Linked DNA regions of Oryctolagus cuniculus: region 2 is linked to region 1. A link is a contact called in public Micro-C data. All regions are on one chromosome and are shown on one strand. Each heading gives the region's core, a stretch centred on a gene start, on an enhancer-like site or on the middle of the called end of the contact. The rest is flanking DNA. Distances are from core to core; before and after follow the strand shown. Region 1 holds the start of SGSM3 (small G protein signaling modulator 3). Region 2 overlaps MRTFA (myocardin related transcription factor A).

The links. A called contact is a pair of places that touch in the nucleus more often than the background predicts.
Region 2: a contact with region 1 is called in a Micro-C map of ear pinna, with 2.4 times the contacts expected there. The contact joins the enhancer-like site here to the promoter of SGSM3 in region 1. A contact is called at or near these places in 3 of 6 Hi-C or Micro-C datasets (ear pinna, skin fibroblasts and an unstated tissue).

What each region holds. Positions count from the first base shown.
Region 1 is chr11:116,507,098-116,512,573 of mOryCun1.1, forward strand. SGSM3 (small G protein signaling modulator 3) reads left to right here and starts at 1,457. Exons shown (of 22, transcript XM_070052968.1): 1 at 1,457-1,588.
Region 2 is chr11:116,540,807-116,546,177 of mOryCun1.1, forward strand. MRTFA (myocardin related transcription factor A) reads right to left here. Exons shown (of 14, transcript XM_051834083.2): 13 at 5,188-5,248; 14 at 1,285-2,672. The coding sequence ends at 2,158. SGSM3 (small G protein signaling modulator 3) reads left to right here. Exons shown (of 22, transcript XM_070052968.1): 18 at 48-96; 19 at 177-262; 20 at 382-497; 21 at 584-644; 22 at 731-1,156. The coding sequence ends at 749. Among named protein-coding and RNA genes, the nearest start is that of SGSM3, 35 kb to the left of the region's middle. Within about 2 kb of position 2,590, at least 1 of the 8 cell types and tissues checked has an H3K27ac peak or open chromatin away from gene starts, as enhancers often do. A contact at or near this core is called in ear pinna, where this site is marked.

The sequences.
Region 1 (5,476 bases), core at 207-2,706:
TTAGCAGAGAGCTGCATCAGAAGTGGAGCAGCCGGGACTCGAACCGGCATCCATATGGGATACTGGCACTGCAGATGGCAGCTTTACCCACCATGCCCCAGTGCTGGCCCCTGAATGTGCATATTCTTAAGCAGCATTTACCAAGAAAAAGTTTCATACAACTGTTAGCCTATAGCTTTAAAAAAGTTTATTTATTTGAAAGGCAGGGTGACATGGAGGAGGGATCTTCACGTGCTGGTTCACGCCCCAAGTGCCTGGGGCTGGGCCAGGACAACACCAGGAGGCAGAAACTCCGTCCAGGTGTCCCACATGACTGGCAGGACTCAAGCACTTGGGCCATCCTTTGTTTCTCCCCGGACTCCTTAGCCGGCAGCTAGATGAGAAGTGGGGGGTGGGGACTGGTTCCCAGGCACCTTGGTGACGGGTTGCAGGTGTCCCGAGTGGTGGTGTGATAACCCGTGTGCCACAGCACCCGCACCCGCCGTTCTTCCAAAGGGAAACAGGCTTTCTTGCCGGTGACCTTCAGACCTGTGCGGTGTTGATCTCTGACAGATCTGGAGTGCCACGCAAGACGCTGGAAGCCGTGCTCCGCGACAGCACCGGCACCCTCGGTTTCCTGCGACATGGGTAGGCAAACAAGAAATGCCACCTGCAGAAGGGGCCTGTGCACCTCGGGGATGGTGTTTCCCCGTGAAGATAAATGGAAGGCAACAACCCCTGCAGGTTGTGAGACGGAGGACAGGACTGCTGCACGCTAAACAGACGAGGTCTCGCCCTGGTGTCTTTTCTTTCTACAGAAGGGACTGGAGGCAGTGCTGTGGCTGGGAAGAAAGACGAACTTGACTTGAGAAATGGGTTCGAGTCTCCGCTCTGGCACTCGGTTTAGCTCTCGGTTTAGCCAGGTCCTCTATGAAGTGCAAGGAACGGGGGCGGGCGCTGGTTGCAGTCCCAGCTGCCCTACTTCCAACCCAGCTCCCTGCTAACGTGCCTGGGAGAGCAGTGGAGGACGGCCCAGGGCTCTGGGCGCCTGCCAGCCCCGTGGGAGACCCAGATGAAGCTGCTGGCTTCCACCTGGCCCAGCCCCGGGCGCTGCAGCCATCTGGGGAGTGGACCAGCGGAGGCAAGACCTCTGTCCTCCCGCAACTCTGCCTTTTTAAAAGTGCGACGGATAAGATTCACCCAGCAAATGGGCGTTGTGAGAGACCCGGTGGGCTGCCCGAGGGCAGCGAGGTCACCGCGCCATACACGCCCCGGGGAGGGCAGTGCCTGGCCGGACTTCACCTTGCGTCTTCACGCCGGCTCCCGCAAGTGAGGACCCTGAATGTCTAGGGACTCAGCACCCAGGGACCGCGGCGGGCCTCTCCCCGACTCCCGGTCCGCCTCCTCCTGCTGTAAGCCCGGCGGCTGCGGCGCTGCCGCTGACCGCTGACCGCCGGCCGCCGGCCGCCCGCGCCAGGGCGCCTACAGCCCCCAGCATGCCCCGCGCCGCCCGCGCGCGCGTGCGCAGAGGCGCCCCTGCGCGCTGACGGAGCGAGCCGAGGAGCCGCGAGGACACGGCGGGGTGGGCGCTGAGGTGGCAGCGGGGCAGGTGAGTGCGGGGCGGCCGAGGCGGGGACCGGCGCCGCACGTCCCCGCCCGGTGCGGCGCGCGGCAGCCTGGGCGGGCGGGCCTGCGGGGTCCGGCCCGGAGCGGCCGAGGCGGGGCCGCAGCCCACGCGCCCCGGCAGCTGGCGGCCGTGTTTCTGGGGCTGCCCCCGGCTGCGGGGACCTTTTTTCCTTTTTCCCCTAAGCGTGGCTGCCTCGGGCACACGGAGGGCCGCAGAGCGTTCCCCGGACTCAGCTCGGGGCGGACGAATGGGTGTCTCCCTCCCCGTCGGGGAAACCGAGGCGTCCGCCGTCCGGAGCACCCGGGCGGGTCGGGCTGGGGTCCGTCTGCGGGTCCGCGCGGCCTTTAGCCTGGGGGTGGGTGGGGGGTGTTTCCAGCCTCAGCGACGGGGACTGGCGGGGCCTCCGGCCGCCGCGAACGCGTGGGGTCGCAGGCTGGTCGATGCTTTTATTTTATTTTATTTTATTTTATTTTATTTTATTTTATTTTATTTTTTGGCGATATTTGGAGATGTTCTGGAATATTTTTTATCCTCCGTTCTTGTTCTTTCTTGTTACAAGTTCCTGGTCAAACTGTGACTCACGGAAACCGAATCTGGGGCTTGCTGGCCGGGAGCTGTGGGAGGGCGGGATTGAGTTTGCGGGCACGAACTCTTCCCGCGGCTTTTCCGCGTCGTCCGTGGCTGCAGCGTGTAGTCACGTCTGTCCACGCTCATTTCCGCTCTCCGCGGTTGATCGCGTCGGCCCCACGCGAAGGTGGGTGCGTGGCTGCCGCGCGTGGCGCTTTTTCATCAGCTCCCTGGGCTTGGTCCGGGCCTGCCCTTTGCAGTCGTAGGGGTGTGTGACGGAGAGGAGAGGGAGGCTCTGCCCTGTAGAAATGGATGGTCGCTGAGCCTGACCGTGACCAGACGCTAGCTAGAAAGGGTAGCAACGGAAACTCCTTCCAGCATGAAGCACGCGCCAGCTGTGGTCTCGGGAACTTGCCAGGGTGGTAGGGAGGGGAAAGACCCCAAGATCAGGGTGAAATGTGGGGTAAGAACTCAGGGGATTGACTTCTCACATGGAGGGAGGGGAAAGACCCCAAGATCAGGGTGAAATGTGGGGAAAGAACTCAGGGGATTGATTTCTCACATGGCCACCTTCCTGGGGCCAGAATGCGTCGCCACTTGGAAGCTTTTAAAACATCTGTCTGTGTTTTCAGTTTTTCCCTGTAGTTCTCTGGGAGGTTCTGGCAGGAGCCCGGAGCCTTGATGATTTCACACCAGTGTCAGGGCTCCTTCTCTAGATGGTCTGTTACTCAGGTGCTGACCTGGGGCGTTTCGCTCGCGGCCATCCTGAGCGTGTGCAGCCTGGCGCGAGGCAGAGGGACTGCCGCGAAGGGTGGCACGCGGGGAAGAAACCAGGATCCTGCGTGTGTGCATCACACACTGCACGCACACTCCGACGGAGCTGCCCTGGGGCACAGGTGTGTGGGAGGAGTCAGGACACCTGTCCAGGTTCTTCCAGTAGTGAGCAGTGACACCGGCCCTGGGTTCATTCCACCTACCGGGCACTGTGGTCGTCAGGGAGCTGGGCATCGTCGTCCGCAGTTTACACGTGTGTAAACGGAACACTGGCTGGTACACTTCCCCTTCAGATGACTGCCACTTCTCCTCCTCCTCTCTAGGTTTTCCTTAAAAAACAGATTATGCCTTTGTCTTCCATTTACCTTAGTTCATTGCAGTCTGGGATCTACCCTCAGCGCTGTTGAAATTGCTTTCATGAACTCCACTCAGCCACTTATTAAATACCTACTGTATTTTTGTTTGTGTACCAACTTCTGAGCTTAAAAAAGGTGGCTGAGATGTGATTGTTGGCTCAGAGGCTTTCAGGGGCTCAGGAGGAGAAGGAAGTGAGTGCATGACGCTACGTTAGCTGATGACAGGACGGGGCAGGCTGAGGGAGGAGCCTTTCCTTGAGAAGGTGACACTGGCTGGGACAGAAAGAAGCCTTCCGTTGTGCTAGACAGCGGTGTTAGGCTTACGTGGCTGTGTGTGTGCTTACAGCAGGTTGAGCCACCACCTGCACTGCTCTGGAGTCCCCTCTGCGCTGCCTCCCGTCCAGCTCCCTGCTGGCGTGTCAGGCAAAGCAGCAGCCCCTGCCACCCCCGTGGGAGACCCAGAGAGGCTCCTGGCTCCCGCCTGGCTCAGCCCTGGCAGTTGTGGCCATTTAAGGGGTGGACCAGGAAGATCTCTCTCTCTCATCCTCTGTAATTCTGCTTCAGATAAATGAAATAAACTTTACAAAATAATAGTCCATAAAAAATTTAGGCTCATTATTTTATAGACACCATGAATGAGGACATTCATGTCTTTCTACTAGGCATAGTTAACTATTAATTGTGTCTTAACATTATGCCTCTCTTCCAGTTAACTGCCTGTTCTTGCTTTTGTAGATGTTTTCCTAAGTATTGTGTATATTTTGTATTTGTGTTTTTCTTTGTGCTAATTATGTGAACTGTTTTGGGAGGTTAACTTTTTTGGAATCAGATCATTCAATGTTTCAATAAGAGTAACATCAGAAATGAGATTGAGAAGACCAATTCAGTTATGAAATGACTTATTCTTAAAAATGGCGTGATTTTCAGTTAGAGCCAAGAGGGTTTGGTTTTGATATTCTTTTCCGACCAAAGTGCCGTGACTGAAGATTTATTTAGTTAGTTGAAAGGCAGAGAGATCTTTCACCTGCTGGTTCACTCTCCAAATAGCCACAGTGGCGAGAGCTGGGCCAGGCCAAAGCTAGGAACAAGGATCTCCTACCTGTTAGCAGGGAACTGGATCAGAAGCGGAGCAGCCAGGACTCGAACTGGTGTCCATATGGGATGCCGGCGCTGCAGGCGGTAGCTTAACCTGCCACACCACAGCTCCGTCCCTTATTCTTAGCTTTTTCTAAGTAGCTGGATAGCCAACATTCTTTTTTTTTTTCTTTTGGTGACAGGCAGAGTTAGACAGAGAGAGAGAGACAGAGAGAAAGGTCTTCCTTCCATTGGTTCACCCCCCAAATGGCTGCCATGGCTGGCGCACTGCACCGATCCAAAGCCAGGAGCCAGGTGCTTCTCCTGGTCTCCCATGGGGTGCAGGGCCCAAGCACTTGGGCCATCCTCCACTGCCTTCCCGGGCCACAGCAGAGAGCTGGACTGGAAGAGGAGCAACCGGGACAGAATCCAGCGCCCTGACCGGGACTAGAACCCGGGGTGCTGACGCCGCAGGCGGAGATCAGCCAAGTGAGCCATGGCGCTGGCCGGATAGCCAGCATTCTAAAGACAGGAAGCGAAAGTCATTTCCCTCTTCTCTTGTTTGAATTTCCTTTGTAAATATTCTTAATTTGTGTGACTTGAGGATAGGGTTAAAGTCCAAATACCACCTTTTTTTTTTTTTAATTATTACCTTTTGGAGACAGTTTAGCAGTTAGGAGTAACAACAGTGAAGGTCAAGTTCTGACTCTACCACTTTAAACCTTGATAACTTAAGAAAGTTCATATTTTTTATTTTTATTGAGTATGATTTACTTTTCACATAAAGTATTTAACATAGTATGTATGTTTTAAAATCCTTTTTTAATATTAATTTATTTGAAGGTGCTATGAGAGGGAGGGAGGTTTTCCATCTGCTGTTTCTCTTCCCAGTTGACAAGAGCGGGACCAGGCCAAAACCAGAGCCTGGAACTCCATCCAGCACTCCCACACGGGTGCAGGGGCCCAAGCACTTGGGCTGCCTTCCACCGCCTTCCCAGGTGCATCAGCGGGGAGCTGGTCAAAAGCAGGGGACCTGAGCCCACACTCTGAATGGGATGCCAGGGTCACAGCAGCAGCATAACCCACGCGGCCACACCGC
Region 2 (5,371 bases), core at 1,340-3,839, 35 kb after region 1:
TTTGTGCCCCGAACCACAGAGTGCTCCTGGAGCTTTGGTCCCCTCAGGTTGGATGAAGATGGCAAAGTCCTGACCCCGGAGGAGCTGCTGTACCGGGTGAGCAGGGCCTGCTCTGCCAGCCCCTAAACCTGCCCGGGCTGGCCCGTGTCACCTGAGTGACAGCTGTGCCCCTGTAGGCCGTGCAGTCCGTGAACGTGACTCACGATGCAGCACACGTGCAAATGGACGTCAAGCTCCGCTCGCTGATCTGTGTGGGGCTGAAGTGAGTGTAGACGGGGTGGGTTCGGGGCTGGAGGAGTCCCAGAGAGCAGTGGTCCTGCCCAGCCCAGGCTCCTCAGGGACCCTCAGGTCCTCAGGGCCCTGCCTGCCCCCAGCGAGCAGGTGCTGCACCTGTGGTTGGAGGTGCTGTGCTCCAGCCTGCCCACGGTGGAGAAGTGGTACCAGCCCTGGTCCTTCCTGCGCAGCCCTGGCTGGGTTCAGATCAAGTGTGAGCTCCGGTGAGGGCCTGGCTGCGGGCGGGGGCGGGGGCAGGGGGCAGTCAGCGCTGACTGAGGGTGACGAGCGCCTCCCCCCCTCTGCCCAGTGTGCTCTGCTGCTTTGCCTTCAGCCTCTCTCAGGACTGGGAGCTCCCTGCCAAGAGAGAGGTGGGTGAGGTGGGCCCCGGAGGACCCTGGGTTGCTGGCGCCCACGCCCGGCTCCTGCCGCGGTGACAGGGCTGTCCTGTGCCCAGGAGGAGAAGCAGCCCCTGAAAGAGGGCGTCCAGGACATGCTGGTGAAGCACCACCTTTTCAGCTGGGACATAGACGGGTGACGCGCTGCTCCGGCTACGCTGCGGTGCCCAGGCCGCCTCAACCCGCGCACGACCCGAGCAGCCCCTCCCTCAAACAGGAAGTGCGTCACCACCCTGGCCAGTGGCAGGCCTGCAGTGGGACAGGGTCTGAAGTGGCCCAGGACGGGAGAAGCTCCCAAGCCCTGGCCTTCCCAGGGTTGCTGGGGGCAGACGAGAGGTGGGTGGGTGCCTGGCTCAGTGCTTGCCTGCAAGCCCCAGCGACCGCCGGTACTAACCAGAAACCTCGAGGGGAGCTGTGGTCCCTGTGCTCAGGAAGGGGCGGGGCGGGGTGGCGGCTGCGGTTTGTAAATAAATCGTGTGTGAGAATGTGCCTCCCAGCTGGTGTCCAGCCGGCGCCCTGCGCTCCTAGGAACTGCGTCAGGACCCTGCCACCTGCTGGACGCTCCTGTGGGACGCCAGGACCTGGCGCTGAGCTGAGGAAGACGCAGACAAGCGGGTGTTTTTGCTTTTATTTTAAAGTTCACACGGCTCCCCCCACCCATCCCAGCACAGGTTTTGGTGATGCCACCCCCACCCCCTACGGATCAGGCCCGAATGTGAGGTCAGTGGCCCCAGGGCTCCAGGAGGGGCCACCACTTGGCACCCAACGGGGAGTCGAGCCCAAGGTCCCTCCTCCCCCAGGGCTGCTGTTGGCTGCAGTGAGGCAACGGGGACGGAATGTGGGCGGGTGGGGAGCTGCTGGCCGGAGCCTGGGAGCGCCTCTGCTCTCATGGCACTGACGGGGAGCCAGGCAGCAGGGGGTGGCAGAGGCATGGCCAACACACGTGATGGGTGGGCCTGGGCACCAGCACCCCGACATGGCACACCCTGGGGGAGCCCTGCATCCAGGCCCTTCTGTGAGAGGGGGAGGGGAGCTGCACCTCTGGCCGCCCCGTGTGTGTAGATATGTATGTCGGTATATAGTAGAGGTATATACACCTGTACAGGAAGCCTTCGCCGTCAGCCTCTGGTTACACCACACCAAGACACCAAAAAAGCAGGCCTGGGGAGGGGCAAGAGAACAGGTTCACTCATGGACCCGCCTCCTGGCTGGGCCTCCCCTGCCTTAGCCAAGCTTCAGCCAGAGACCGTGCACCTCTGACCTCAAAAAAGGTCAAATAGCCCTGGCCCCGTCCGGGCCTCTAACGCCCGACTGTGGGACCCACTGTGGGCGGCTTCGCCCTCCCCTGCCCTGGTGAGCCTCAGCTCCCGGGGAAGGGGGAGGGGACTGATTGTCGAGACTCGGCCACGGGGAGAGCGCCACGCTGCTCATAGTTCTGTGGCCGCCCGGCTTCCAGCCCGTCTCCAACCCGTGTCTGGAGTCAGAGCTACAAGCAGGAATCCCAGTGTAACTGCAAGTCGTGGCCATCGAGGAAGTCTGTGGAAAAGAGGCTGGGGGCTGCCGTGCTGAGGGGGGCCAGGCTGAGCACAGGACCCCCTGACAGCTCCAGCCAGTCCATGCTGTCCAGGTGGCCGTCGGCCAGGTCCAGGCCCGCGCTGCTGCTGGGCTCAGGGGCAAAGTGCAATTCCGAGGTGTCCATGGGCGACGGGGGGTGGTCCAGGATGGCAGAGCTGCTCAGCATCTGGCTGTGCAGGTCGTCGATGAGGGACAAGGGCTCTGGCCCTTCCGGCCCGCCCGGCAGCAGGGGCAGCCCGGTGCTGCTCTCCAGGAAGTCCTCCAGGCGCCCGGGCAGGGCAGGGGAGCCCGGGGCGGGCGGGGCAGCCTGGGGGAGCTCAGCAGAGGGCGAGGGCTGGGTGGCTGGTGGGGACCCGCAGGCTGCTGTCGCGGGCGGCTTCTCCTTCCCCGCCAGGGCTGGCGGTTCCTTGAAATCTGCTGAGATCTCTGCCGGTCGAGACAGGGAGAGGGTGTCAGAGACCCAGAGAAAGCAGACCCTTCCCTCGCTCCCGCGCTGCACACGATGAAACAGCCAAGGACAGACACTGCCCACACCCCTGAGCGCAGGCCAGACCCAGTGAGTCAGGATGGCGAGAGGGGGAAGCCACCCCCGCGCTGCTGTGAGGTGGGGACCGCCATCGTGGAAGGCAGTGCAGGGCGCAGCTTGCTCAGCAGTTCCCTTGCAGGGTACACGGGCGTCCCCTGGCGGACAGACATGGACCGCCGAGTAAGCCAGCCACCGAAGACGTCCACAGCCGTCCACGGCACAGAGGGAAGAATGGCAGCCGCCGAGGGCTGTGGGAGGAGGGGAGGGGCTCCTGGTCAGAAAGCTGCGTGTCTTAGTTCGGGAGAAGGGAAACGTCTTAGAAACGGACAGCACAGCACTGTGGGCTTAATGCCACGAAATTAAGTACATTTAAAAATGGTTCGAATGGCCAATTTTGTCATCCAGACTTTACAATTAAAAAAAAAGACGCAGAGCCGAGCTTAGCTCCCTGCCTGGCCGGCCCGCTCCCCTCTGCTCCTGCAGGGCCGCCTCCTAGTGGCTGGCAGGACAAGCAGACCCTGCCTCTCCCACAGGGCAGGGGTGCTCAGCGCCTGAGGCGTGTGGGTCACACCCCGGAAAGGCTCTGGGCAGCTCAAAAGCCACTCAGGAGGGCTGCCGTCGGGTGAAGCTGCTGCTCGGGGCGCCCAGAGCCCACCCTGGAGCACTGGCCCGACTCCGGCTGCTCCACCCCTCGGCCAGCTCCCCGCTAAGCAGCTGGGGAGCAGGGATGATGGCCTGCCACCTTCGCCAGGGACCCAGACGGAGCTCGCTTCAGCCTGGCCCAGCCCAGACCTTACGGCCATTCGGGGCGTGCGCCAGTGGATGGAAGATCTCACCCCTTCCCTCCTACTCTCAAATTCATCTCTTTTTTTCTCCAAATATTTATCTGTTCCTTTGAAAGCTACAGAGAAACAGAGATGCAAAAAGATCTTTCATCCGCTGGTTCACTCCCCAAATGGCCGTAACGTCTGGGCTGGGCCAGGCCAAAGCTGGGAGCCTCTTCAGGCCTCCCATGTAAATGAATCTTTGCGCTGCGGCTGGCGCACTGTGCTGATCCGAAGGCAGGAGCCAGGTGCTTCTGCTGGTCTCCCATGGGGTGCAGGGCCCAAGCACTTGGGCCATCCTCCACTGCACTCCCTGGCCACAGCAGAGAGCTGGCCTGGAAGAGGGGCAACCGGGACAGAATCCGGCGCCCCGACTGGGACTAGAACCCGGTGTGCCAGCGCCGCTAGGCAGAGGATTAGCCTAGTGAGCTGCGGTGCCAGCTGTAAATGAATCTTAAAAACACAGTCATACAGCTGGCACTGTGGCGAAGTGAGTAAAGCCGCCACCTGCATCAGTTCGAGTCCCAGCTGCTCCACTTTGGATCCAGCTCCCTGCTATGGCCTGAGAAAGTAGTAGAAGATGGCCCAAGTGCTTGGGCCCCTACACCCACATGGGAAGAAGCTGCTGGCTCCTGGCTGTTGAGGCTGTCTGGGGAGTGAACCAGCGGATGAAAGACTCCTCTCTCCCATAATAAATCTTAGGAACACACACACACACACACACACAGTCACCCTTGCAAAGGGTGGTTCCACAGCTGAACTGCTTTACCTGCTCGGGCTTCCTGCCTATGACCACCAAGGACAGCCCCACAAGGCCCGCCCAGCACTGGGCCCTCAGAGCGCGTGGAGGTCCCTAAACCGCTAAAGGGGTCCCGTCGGCCCACACCCCTGCGTCTCCACCCTGCACCTGCCCCAGAGCACTCCCCACCCCTTTCCAGTCCTCCAGCCCCAACTCTGTGCTCGCAACTCACTCCTGATGACCTGGCCTTCACGTCTGGACACCCAGGGCTCCGGGAGCCCGCACGCACCTGACTGCCCACGCGCGTCTCCGTCCCAGCCCTGCAGTCAGCCCACCTGCTCTCCCTCACCACACCCAGGCTCTCTCCAAACCGGGCAGGCTCAGCCCCTTAGCACAGCACCGCTGCCTCCAGCCCAGGCGCCTGCCTCCCCACGGTCCCCATGGTCGCCTCCCAGCACACAGCTCCGTCTCCACTGCAGACCAGGAGCCCACACTGGAGCAGCCCAAATGCCCCAGCCACACCCTGGCTCCCATGCTCCGCCCAGGACCTCGGACGTCCTCCTCCCACTGGCCCTGCGCCCCGAGCTCCTGACACTGTGGCCCCAACATTGGCTACGCTGACACTTCAGGTGACAGCTTTGCTTCCTGTACCTGGGGTTCACGTCCCCACCTGGCAAACATGTCTGCCCGTGGATCTGTCCCAGGCCTCAGGAGCCAGAGGCACCGCGCACCAGGTGCTCCGTCCAAACGGGGAAGGCCTGCCACCCACCAAGCGTTCAAGAGTTGAACCGCCGCCCCCACCTCAGGCTGCAGACAAGCTACGCACAGAGGGGCCGCGGGCCTGGCCCTTACCTCCGCTCTGAATAAGAATGTCAAACAGGTCGTCCATATGCTGGCTGGAGGAGCCGTTCTCCTGGGGATGGACAGAGACAGGATGAACGTGGACAGAAGCCCCGGCCCCTCCTTCCACAGAGACTGCGGAGCCCTCCCTGCGCTCAGCCCGCTGGAGGCCCGGGCGTTCCTGCCCGGTGGAGGA